2 separate regions of the Mus musculus genome follow, and region 1 is linked to region 2. Evidence: chromatin contacts called from public Micro-C data. All regions are on one chromosome and are shown on one strand. Each heading gives the region's core, a stretch centred on a gene start, on an enhancer-like site or on the middle of the called end of the contact. The rest is flanking DNA. Distances are from core to core; before and after follow the strand shown.

What was found. A called contact is a pair of places that touch in the nucleus more often than the background predicts.
Region 1: a Micro-C map of the HL-1 cell line shows a contact between it and region 2, with 1.9 times the contacts expected there. The contact joins two enhancer-like sites. A contact is called at or near these places in 4 of 484 Hi-C or Micro-C datasets (the HL-1 cell line, adipose-derived mesenchymal stem cells, myocytes and 1 more).

Annotation. Positions count from the first base shown.
Region 1 is chr14:11,809,954-11,815,706 of GRCm38.p6, reverse strand. All of the region lies in intron 2 of Ptprg (protein tyrosine phosphatase, receptor type, G), which reads right to left. Among named protein-coding and RNA genes, the nearest start is that of Gm52128, 240 kb to the right of the region's middle. Within about 2 kb of position 3,351, at least 52 of the 459 cell types and tissues checked have an H3K27ac peak or open chromatin away from gene starts, as enhancers often do. A contact at or near this core is called in the HL-1 cell line, where this site is marked.
Region 2 is chr14:11,613,949-11,620,330 of GRCm38.p6, reverse strand. The region is part of intron 1 of Ptprg (protein tyrosine phosphatase, receptor type, G); the gene reads right to left. Among named protein-coding and RNA genes, the nearest start is that of Gm52128, 44 kb to the right of the region's middle. Within about 2 kb of position 2,745, at least 31 of the 459 cell types and tissues checked have an H3K27ac peak or open chromatin away from gene starts, as enhancers often do. A contact at or near this core is called in the HL-1 cell line, where this site is marked.

The DNA.
Region 1 (5,753 bases), core at 2,102-4,601, 190 kb before region 2:
GAGATCCCCTGGCCTCTGCCTCCATAGTGCTTGGATTAAAGGCGTGCCACAGCAGGTCTTGCTAAGCATAGGATGACTTTAATAAACAGCCTTCACCACACAGCCATCTGTGCTTTAGTCATGGCCATCTTTCCCCCTACAACCAGGCCTGTGTCACACACCTGAAACAACTCACTTCAGCATAGATCAGCCTTGCTGAGAGAAGCCACATGACAGTTACCTTCTCACGGCAATTTACAAAAGGGCTCCCCTAGCACCCAGAATTAGAAACTATCACAGTCTATGAGGCAAAGTCCTCTAGAACTCAGGAAACACCAGTGACAGTCCTTACTGGCCAAGCCTGTGCCAGGGAAGGCCTGCAAGCCAGGTGCATGGAAGGTGACAGCTGAGCCTACAGTCACCTAAGGCCCGACAATCCAGGGACTGGAGGATCCATCCACAATGTAAGTCAGGCACATGAGAACAAACTGCCAACAGCCTATTAGAAATATTGTGCTACACAGCCAATAGCCTCAGCATTCAGTCGTTTGAAAACCACTGATGGAGCTGGAGAGATGGCTCGGCGGTTAAGAGTGCTGTACTGGCTAGTTTTGTGTCAACGTGACACAGCTGGAGTTATCACAGAGAAAGGAGCTTCAATTGAGGAAATGCCTCCATGAGATCCAGCTGTAAGGCATTTCCTCAATTAGTGATCAAGGGGGAGAGCCCCTTGTGGGTGGGACCATCTCTGGTCTGGTAGTCTTGGGTTCTGTAAGAGAGCAGGCTGAGCAAGCCAGGGGAAGCAAGCCAGTAAAGAACATCCCTCCATGGCCTCTGCATCAGCTCCTGCTTCCTGACCTGCTTGAGTTCCAGTCCTGACTTCCTTTGGTGATGAACAGCAGTATGGAAGTGTAAGCCGAATAAACCCTTTCCTCCCCAACTTACTTCTTGGTCATGATGTTTGTGCAGGAATAGAAACCCTGACTAAGACAAGTACTAACTGTTCTTCTAAGTAGTCCCGAGTTCGATTTGGCTCAAACCATCTGTGAAGGGATCCAATGCTCCTTTCTGGTGGGTCAGACACACTAGCAACAGTGCACTCATGAAATAAATAAATAGAAAAAGAAACCCACTGATGTGTGCAGCGTGCAGGCCCAAAATCCCTGCATACCAGCTTGGGCTACATGAAATCATTAGTGGCAAAAAAAAAAAAAAAAAAAAAAAAAAACCCATTCAATCAATAAATCGTCCATCAGTTAATCAATTGACAAAGCATTGATGTTGTTTACATCAATATTTGAAGCTCTGCAAATTACAATGACAAAATACTAGAAAATTATTTGGTTCAAATTTATTTATTTATTTATTTATTCATTTATTTATTTATTTTGGTTTTTCGAGACAGGGTTTCTCTGTATAGCCCTGGCTGTCCTGGAACTCACTTTGTAGACCAGGCTGGCCTTGAACTCAGAAATCCGCCTGCCTCTGCCTCCCAAGTGCTGGATCAAAGGTATGCGCCACCACGCCAGGCTTGGTTCAATTTAAAAATGCCAATCTCAATACTACTTTTTAAGTCGTAACTTCTAACTTTGTGCTTTCAAATGATGCTACCTAAGGCAAAGCATACTACCAGCCACGCCAGGCACCAAGTCAGATTAGTTGGAATTAAAAAACAAAACAAACAAACAAGCAAACCCATCCAAAACAGTGTAATGATCGCACATTTTCTGTTGCCAAGTCACAGGAATTTTAAACTTTGCTGCACTTTGGAAATAAACTGTTTCTCCTTCTATGTAAGTAAAAAAATATAAGATCTAGAAACATGAACAAGTTCGTATTGATCAAACAACCTTTGCCTCTGCCAGGCAATTAATAACATGGGCTGTGCATGCTGGATATTTCAGGTTGCCCTGCCAGCCAGTTTATTACATGAGCAGTGGATGCTGCGTATTTTCTGGTATTTGCTGGGTATTTTGTATCCCTACCTCTTTGCTAAAAGCAGTTAGATATTTTGCCTTCATGTTTTTCCAAATAGAAGCTTTGGTTTGTTTTTTTTTAAAGAACTATTCATTACCCTCAGCCCACAGAAGTGAAAAAAATGGGAATTTACTTTATCTTTTAATTATGAATGTATGTGGTTGGGGGATGGGTGGGTAGGAAAGGAGTCCTTGAAGGCAGGTACCTGTGAGGGCCGGAGAAGCCAGGTCCCCTGGAGCTGGCGTTATTGGCAGTTATTAGCTGACTGCATGGGTGCTGGGAATCAAACTCAGGGCTTGTTGAACAGCAGTATGAACTCTTAATCCCATAGCCATCTCTTCCAGCCCTCTAGAAACTTTTAAAGACAAAAAAGCTGTGTAAATGCCATCCGAGCTGGAGTCCTCAACTTTCCAAGAGGCCGGCCAGCTTCCTTCCTCTCTTCTCACCAACCTAGACCATCTTCTTAGCATGGTCCAGCTGGCTGACAGTGTGATGTTTGTGAACTCTGTCTCAGTACCATGGGAGAGGTGGTCAATCCCCAGGTGACATCCTGCCACAGGTGAGCAGAAAATGATGGCAGGTTCTGGAACACACTGAGAACTAACCTGTCAAGTAACTGATGGGTACCCAGACTCTTAAGAAACCTGTCTGCAGCTGGGTGGTGGTGGCGCACACCTTTAATCCCAGCACTTGGGAGGCAGAGGCAGGCAGATTTCTGAGTTTGAGGCCAGCCTGGTCTACAGAGTGAGTTCCAGGACAGCTAGGGCTATACAGAGAAACCCTGTCTCGACCCCCCCTCCCCAAGGAAAGGAAAGGAAAGGAAAGGAAAGGAAAGGAAAGGAAAGGAAAGAAAAGAAAAGAAAAGAAAAGAAAAGAAAAGAAAAGAAAGAGAAACCTGTCTGCAGATGGCATGACATGGGGGCACAAAACTGAGTCCTGCCTCTCAGTGGATCAGGTTTCAAAGACGTGCTTTGCAAAAATTGATCCCTAAGATTTCCCTAAGGTGGAGCTTTCCTTCCTGTCAGGCTTAAATGTGTCTTCCATGAGCAGTAGCATACACAGCCATGGAGGCAAAGTTTAGGCAAAGCATCACAGCTAACAAAGGTCTAGGCTGTTCTCAGCAAAGAGACAAACCACCGAGAACAGACAGAGCTTCAACAGGCCCAAGAGGTTTCAAACACAGAACATGCTTACCAACAAATGTAGATGGCGTGTGAGCAAGAACACCTTCTACAGTGTCTCACAATGCATGTGCCCAAAATGCTGACTGGACGAAGGGGCTGCCAGACACGTGGAGATAAAGGGGGCTCCTGCTTTCAGTTAGGGGCCTGCGACTGGCTAACAGGTAGGGAATAAGGCCAGTGGGAAGTATTGTAATTTATAATAATTAAGAATCAATCATGGGGCCAGGGATAAAGGCCAGTGGGCGAAGAGTCTGGAGTATGAGCATGGGGACCTCGCTTGGCATCCCTAGCATCCGGATGAAAAACCTGATCCACTGATGCTTCTCAGAACAGGAGACTGGAGAAGCGGAGACAGGCGGGTCTCTGGAGCTCACTGGCCAGACGAGAGACTCTGAAACCCCAAATAGTAAGGTGGAGAAGAATGAAGGAAAACATTTGAACTCAATCTCTGGCTTCCACACATGCACACTCGCACATACATAAAAATATAGCAAACCTGCATATGCTATATACATAAGCAAAATTTAGCTGATTAATCATGAAAATCAAAGTATCAGTGAAAATCCAAGTTTGCTTTAACCAACTCAGCTTTGATAAATCAGCAGAAATAGACTTAAAATCATTCAGGGATAGCGTCCGGGGTGAACAAGTTAGGAATCCAAGTCTTGCATCCTTGCCGGGGAAAGGCATGTGTGCCTAGGATCTCTCCCATGATCAGTTTTGGATTCTCACCCCGGTAAAGGAACATGTCAGAAAGCAGCTACTTTGTGATGTTACTTAGTTGCTTTGCAACATCCTCTCTTATATTAAGTGTATCACATGCTCTGCAATGTCACAGGCGGAACTCAGCCTTGGGGACCACTGCACACAGCTTGCATCATCTGCACTGCTCGACGGTTTTGCTTGCAATCCATCTCCCAAGAACACCTCCCCAAAGCCTGACTCATAGAACATCTCTCTCCTCCACTCTCCACACTTTCCCTGCACTTCCAGTTCCTAAAACAAGCCCTCTGAATTTATGAAATCCCCCACACCAGAGGATCCTGTGAATTGTTCAGGTATGAAAATCATTACACAAGCCATCTGCCACTCCATGAACCTGAAGGCACAAAGTGTGGCTGTGGTTGCTCAAGAATGTTATCTATTTCCATCTTGTGCAAATTTAGGAGCAACTGTGGTTTCCTGTTCCAGGGTGTTGTCCAAAAATGACTCCACAGAAGTCTGCAAAAATAATCCTGGGCGTTCTGTTTTGAGAGGAACACTTGAAGAGTTTCCCACTAAGAGAGGAAATGGCCTGTTCTGACTGCAGAACATCCAGCATGTTCCCTGAGCCAGAACCTGCACAATGCTAGTTGAACCATTGTTTCACTCGTAAGTAAGGCAGGGGCCCGCAGTGGAATCAGGCAGGTTTCCTTCGATTCTCACGCTAAAGGACCTGCCTGTCAGGAGACCAATTGTGTTTTGTTACCTATAAGATGTGAATGACTGCATCGTCTGTGTCTTTGTAAAATTGGTTGTACTGTCAATGGAAAACACCTCTTATTTCAAAAGGGCAGTAAGAGTTTCTTCTGGAGTAGAATGTGAGTGCCTGTGGTCCAAAAACAGAGCCAAGCAGGTCACACCCCATAACATGTTTTAACAAGTTCACTGAAGTTCTTATAGTAAAGGAACAAAAGGAAGCCATGAGAGAGGTACTTCGTCAAGTACTCTGGTAGGGCATCAGGTAGGCAGGGCACAGCAGACTATGAAAATGTGGGAAGGACACAATATGATGACATTCTTAGCTTTAGGACCCATAGGACCTGGGGATCTGTGAGTGCAGCTACAAAGGTTTCGCACAAGAGTTATAAGCCAGTGGGGTCAGGAGTAGCCACTCAGGGCCCTAAAGGTAGAATTTGAATCTTAAGTGTTCTAACTCTCAACAATTACAACTGTCTATCCAGTGATCTTTACATGAATTTTAATACAGCTGGGGCTTCCTCTCCTCTCCCAGGGACTTCAGTTAATAGCAAAGATTAAAAATGAACTCACTGTATTTCAGGGTACCTAACACATAGAGTATCCTAAAGAAATGTGTATAAAAATATATACATATATGCACATTATTTCTTAGACATTAAACTGACTCAGAAACAAGCAAGAACATTGTATACTGCAACTATTTTAGGGGAGATGAGGTCTTTATAGTCCACGTTCAGTATAGGAATGACTTCATCTTTACCAAAAGTTTTAGTCTGAAATAACATTCCAGTCATGGAAGGATACAATGTATTTTCCACGAGAAACCATAAAAAGCACATTGTATATTCTAAGGTGTAACTCGACTTTTAACTTGAAACGGTAACAAGTTCTGACTCACTGAAGGTGAAATTTGCCAACACAGAAATCTGAGGTCAAGACCAAAGAATCATCAGGAGTTCAGGAGAGCAACTAACTTTCCCTGCACCTATGTCATGGTATAGAACCTCACGAGACTGACAGCAGAAGACAGGATTGCAGCTCCAGCGGGGGTTACAATGGCCACCTGTGGCCAAATACAGTCCCTGTGAAGGAAGGAGATAGTTTCTGACTCTACTCTGTACCTAGAAGACTTTTTTCCCTGTCAGCCCTTTG
Region 2 (6,382 bases), core at 1,496-3,995:
GTGTAGCATGGAGGATAACTCAAGCTCTGGGAGGGTAAGGAGGGGACAACAGAGGAAGTCACCATCCTTCTCTGGACTCCACATGTACTTGCACTAGTACTAAATAGCTACAAACACAGTCAAGCTGCAGACTTTTGCCTTGTCAATATGCCTCCAGTTTCAATGTAATAAGAAAGCAGCCAGCCTGAACTTTCTCTAGCCAAGGCTGGCCTCTCATCAATCTCTTCCCACTGTTCCTCAAACAGCAAAAGGCACTCACTGTGCAACCCGTCACCTTCCCTCCAGATATCCAAAAGTCATCTCATTTAGAACACTGGCAGAGAGCAAAAGGAACTCTAGAGCCCCTAGCCCTGTCTGGTGTAGAGCCATTATATTCTGAAGGTGATCCAAGAAGAATCCAGAAGTCAGAGCATAAAGTACCCTAAAACAGATGACTCTTTCGTAACTGCAGTGGGTGTGACATGAGTCTACCTGCTAGATGAAAAGTAAGTCGGCCGGCCACACGGCTCACCCTTGAACTCAGTATAGAGTCCTGCTACCTACGTGATGGTAACAGGTGACCTCCTGCCCCCAGGGCATTTGCCTCATCTGTTTAAAGCAGGAAAACAGTAGTAGCTCCATTAGGTAGTATTAAGATTCGACACAAGTGCGTGCTGCTACAGAGCCTGGCTCTTGATTTAAACTTGACAAGTTGTGCCAGTAAAAGGGAGAAGAGGAAGGTCTGCACTCAGCACACATTGGGAGCAACCAGGCTACCGCTCCACTTCTCTGCTTTCTCCCGGGAGCAGCGTTGGGGTGGGAAAAAGACAAGACAGAGATGGCTGTCCTCTCCTGTGGACCGAGTCATCTGCAGGCCTCCCGTGAGGCCACAATGAATTTTCACACTCACATGAAGTATTCCACCGAGGAACGGGGCTGTCAATCATAGGCCGCAGGCAGAACCGTAAGAAAGCGGACAGAGCAAGAACAGGACATGTCTAGCGAGCAGGAACTGAGTCTAAGGTTTGGCCAAGAGTCTCCTAGGAAAGATGCAGTCAGGGGTAGCCCTCTCCTAGGTGAGGCCTGCTCTGCTACTTTGTTTCCATTATTGTCATAAACACCGTGATTAAAAGCACTGTGGGCAAGAAACAGTTTGTGTCCGCTTATAAAGTCCAGTCAGTCCATCATCAAGGGAAGCCGAGGCAAGGGGAAGTGAAGGACTGATGTCAGCCTTTTGTAACCCAGCACTAAGAAAAGCCAGGGCAGGAGCTCAAAAGGAAACTTGAAAGTAGAAACTGTGGAGGGAGCTGCTTATTGGCTTGCTCAGCCTGCTTGCTTGCTTGCTTGCTTTTTTTCTTTGTTTTGTTTTGTTTTGTTTTGTTTTTTGGGTTTTTTTTGGTTTTGTTTTTTTGGTTTTTTCAAGACAGGGTTTCTCTGTATATCCCTGGCTATCCTCGAACTCAGAAATCCGTTTGCCTCCGCCTCCCAAGTGCTGGGATTAAAGGCATGCACCACCACGGCCTGGCTCAGCCTGCTTTCTTATACAACCCAAGACCATAGGCCCAAAGTAGCATCATTCACAATGAGCCAGGCTCAAACACACCAATCATTAATCAAGAAAATGTCCCCACAGACTTGCCTACAGGCCAATTTGGTGGGAGAGCTTCCTCAACTGAGGTTTTGTCCTTCCTTCCCAGATGGTTCTAGTTTGTGTCACATTGATTTAAAAAAAAAAAAAAAAAAAAAAAAAACAGGCAGCACACACTGTCTGTGCCAGAAGGCTTCAGTAGAGCCGGTCATCTTCTGTTCGGCACCTGGCATTCGGGATTGCTGGCTCTGCTGGTGATGGCAGTGTGTGGCACAGCACTACCCATCCCCATCCAAATGATGAATCCACATCCTAACAGCTATAATCTATGAGCATACCAAGGATGCTCTCGGAGTGCATTCTTGATTACTCTCACAGGATGTGACCATGACATGTGACCTCATGAGTGTGTCACTAAGGAGGACAAGCAAAGAACAAGGAGGAGTCAATGGGCCCATGGAAACAAAGAAGGGGCTACCAAAAGCTACAGCAGCAAAGGAGTCTCAGGGGACCCACTACTCCTTGATTGCTAGCCTCGGGTCTTCAGAGCTGTGACTAAATCACTTTGCACAGGTTTTAGTCAGTCATGCTGAGGAGTGAGGGTCTCAGCGCTGTCTTTAGAACTGATATGGAAACAACGTGTGAGTGTGTGTGTGTTTGTGTGTATGAGTGTGTGTGTGTGAGTGTGTGTATGTGAGTGTGTGTGTATGTGTGTGAGTGTGTGTGTGTGTGTGTGCGTGAGTGTATGTGCGTGAGTGTGTATGTGAGTGTGTGAGTGCGTGTATGTGTGAGTGTGTGAGTGTATGTGTGCATGTGTGTGTGTGAGTGTGTGTATGTGTGTGAGTGTATGTGTGTGTGAGTGTGTGTGTGTGAGTTTGTGGGTATGAGGGTGTGGGTGTGAGGGTGTGTGTGTGTGTATGTGTGTGTGTGTGAGTGTATGTGTGTGTGAGTGTGTTTGAGTGTGTGTGTGTGAGTGTGTGTGTATGTGTGAGTGTGAGTGTGTGTGTGTGTGTGCGTGTGCGTGTGTGAGTGTGTGTTGCACTGAGATTGTATAGCTCTAGGAAATGAATACAGTGATAGCACCTTGGCACCATGCCCACACCCAGCTACCAGAGTAGAGACGTGATCCAAGAACCACAAACCAAACAGGCTGCCACCAGACGTGTCAGGATGAGATGAAACAGCAGTAAGTTCAAGGCAGCTGGAGCAAGAAGAAAATGCAGACACAGGAAGACACAACTGACTAGTGCCTGGGGAATTGTACTGCTGTCAGTGACAGATGAAGCAATACTGATAAACTAGAGCGCACTCGCACCCCCCCACCCCACACACACACAGAGTTTCCATATCAGTTCTAAAGACAGTGTGAGATCCTCACTCCTCAGCCTGACTGGTTTTTTGAAACCACTCCCAAAGACCCGAAGTATAGATGATGTATTTCTTGCTGTTGTGTTCTGGTTGCTTGCTTTATTTAGACAACATCCCTCCCTCTCTGCTCCAGAGGCTGGCCGGGAACTCACTCACTATGGAGCCCATGCTATCCTTGAACTCATGGCAATCCTCCTGCCTTGGCCTTCTAGGTGCTCACATTACAGGTCTGAGGTACTGCTCCTAGTGATTTCTAATCCTAAAATTCTAATTTCAAAACAAGTCCAAAGTCTAAAAAAAAGTTTCTGAACAGTGACAAAACCAATCCTCCTGCCTTGGCCTTCTAGGTGCTCACATTACAGATCTGAGGTACTGCTCCTAGTGATTTCTAATCCGAAAATTCTAATTTTAAAACAAGTCCAAAGTCTAAAAAAAAGTTTCTGAACAGTGACAAAACCATTAAGTGGGTGGGGGGGGGGGGCGTCACTTTGAGCAACAGAGATTTGGAATGCTCAGATCAGTGATGCTAAACCAGCAGAGTTCTATGCAAAGATTTCAAAATAATGGCAGTTCCAGACACCCAAATCTATAAGCACCCTGGTCTCTAATTCGGAGGGTAAGGAGCTGTCAAACCTTAATTTCACAACACAATTCTGAAAAGAACAGCTTCCAATTCAGCAAACCCAGGGCTAACAAACTCCCAAAAGCCAGTCAAACGTTTCTGGTTGCATCCTGCAGTCCTGTAAGACTGAGTCCTAGCTCTCAATGATAACTGGAAACCCGTCATGGTGCAGAGACTACACCCAGCTCTCTTATGGAGAGTGTTCCTCTTGGAGTAAATATCAATTCACAGGCTCAAATCACAAGGCCGTTCTACTATGTCTCTATTAGGAAGGAAACAACATGCTCAGAGTCCTAGACCAGGTTTAAATGCAGTTTTCTCAGAACATGGCCAATAAAAACAAACACATGCCCACAAAATACCATGTTGTCGAGGGCACTGAGGAATGGGCGGACCAGATCAGCTCCTAGGAAAGCTAAGGGCTTAGAGATTTCAGCCCTCAAATCACAGCCATCTCAGCCTCCCAAAAACTGGAATTTCATGGGAACAAGGCAGCCATGGAAATCAGCAGTGTTCTGGGCTGGTTCCTGTAGCTCTCCCTTTCTTCTGAGGAAGTCTCAGGTAATTCTCTGGACTCCATGGTCCCCCCTGAAATACCACTCTAAGCAACATGCCTAGCGCATACACGTTATGAACACGTTATGGAGTCCTCTCAATAGCTCTGTAAGGTAAGTCTTAGCACTGTTCTCATTTGCAGATGAGAAAAGTAACTAAACTAGGCTTTAAGGAGCTTAAAGAGGGTGAGTCCTCCAACTGCATGCAAACCAGTGCCTAGGAGAATAGCCCTGTCCCTCTCCACAGAGACAAGCTAGGACAGGGCCAGGAGGCCACTCTCTGTCTGAAGAGCATTCCAATCTATGAGTCAGAAAATGACAGCGAATGGAGGTGTTGCCAGTTGGCAGAAGATACATGCTTGAAATGAATGGATCACACACAGCTGATCGATCAATTGTTCATACTTTCAGCCAATGAACCCTCTACCAACAATACAGATTTTCCTGCACTGACTGCTAAGTAAATACAATGTTTCACAGTAAGGAACAGACTCAACGTTACATCACAGGTTCAGCTCATCATTAGCCTCAGCCCACCATTATTCATGTGTAGTGGTGCATCACTTTAAAGCCAGAGTCTAGGGGCTGCAGAAAGATCATGACTTCAAGGCAAACCTGAGCTACATAATGAGGCCCCATCTCAAAAATCAAACCACAAGTAAAAAAGAGAGAACATTTTAAATGGGTGAATTATGTATTATGTGAAATCTATCTCAATAGTTATCTCAAATGAAAGCATTTAGGTCATTCAGTTGGAAGTTTTCAGCCAGCCAGCTTATAATTACTAGGAAAGTGAGGGCTCTTTTTTTCTGTATACTCCGAGCCTCTTTTAGTCTCCCGATCGACAGGGTTGTCTTGCACCAACTCATTTTACTAAGTTTACATCTAGAACAGAAACTATTGGAGAATGATGGTAGGAGGCATGGCAGGTGGAACTGAGTCCACTGATACAGGAGTGGGAAATTCTGGGGCGCTTGGCACACTCAGACGGCCACAGACACACACTGTATAATATATATAACTCAAAAAGCTACAAGAACGGATTTCTGACTCTTTTTCCCACAAAGAAATGATACATATTTGAGAAAATATGTACGTTCAATGTGATTTATAGACATATGTCAACATATCATACGGGATATGTCATTAACATGAACAACCCTATGTTCTCATATATCATTTTAAAGGCTAGGGCTGTGGCTCTGTTGCTAGTGTGCTTACCTTGTTTGATCCCTAGCACTGTATAAAACCAAGCACAGTATAGACACTTGTGAAACTAGCCCCTAAGATGATAGTAGAAAGACCAGGAGTTCAAAGACATCCTTAGCTACATAAGACCCTGTCTCAAAAAAAAAAAAAAAGGCCAATGCAACAAAACCACACCCGAAATGTGGCAGCTGATAGGCTCTGAGGAGAAGAGTTAAGTCTTTCTTCTCTATCTGTATTTTACTAGGTCTCAACTCTCCTCTGGACCTTGTCTGTTATAAACACCGGCTTTAGATCTATTCTCACTTTAAGATCACTTACACTGTTGACTATTCGCAGGGCCAGCAAATGTAATCAAACACTGAAGCTTCAAGGAGATTAGACAACTGCCAGGGTCTGAATTATATCAACAGCTTGAGACAGGCTCACTCGACGGTGCGGTGACGGTATTACACCTGCAAAGCAAACACAGCTAAGGTGTTCTCTTCGATGTGGCAGCACATTCCAGCAGTGTGCCGAGGCTTACAGAGAGGCACTCTTCCCAGAGGTGTTAACCCTGAGACAGATGCTGATCCAGGCACAGAGTGACTTGGGAGACATGGGGATGCATTTCCAGGTTGGCTGAGTGATGCTCTAAATGGAAACTATCATGTGCGGTTTCTGTTTTAGGGGGGGGGGGCGCTTATCTATCTGTCTATCTGTCTGTATATCTATTTATTTGCAGAACCAGGGTTTGACAAAATTCAAAAGTAATACATTAGAAAAATCCCTTATATATCACTCACACCATATTAGGTTAAAATATATTTGTATTTATGTGCTTATCTAATACGTTACATAGTTAGGTAAACTTGATCATTTACACTGTGATAACTTAAAACAAACAGGTGGATGTGTTTAGGTTTAATGGAGATAAAGAATAAAGCACAGTATAGACACTTGTGATATGAACCTGTGGCCTCTGGCATCAGACACTTAGTAGAGCAACTCCTTGCCTGTTCAATCCATATTTTCTAGCCAGCGTTCTAAGCCCTATCTGCATTTTCATTTTTTCTAGACTACAGA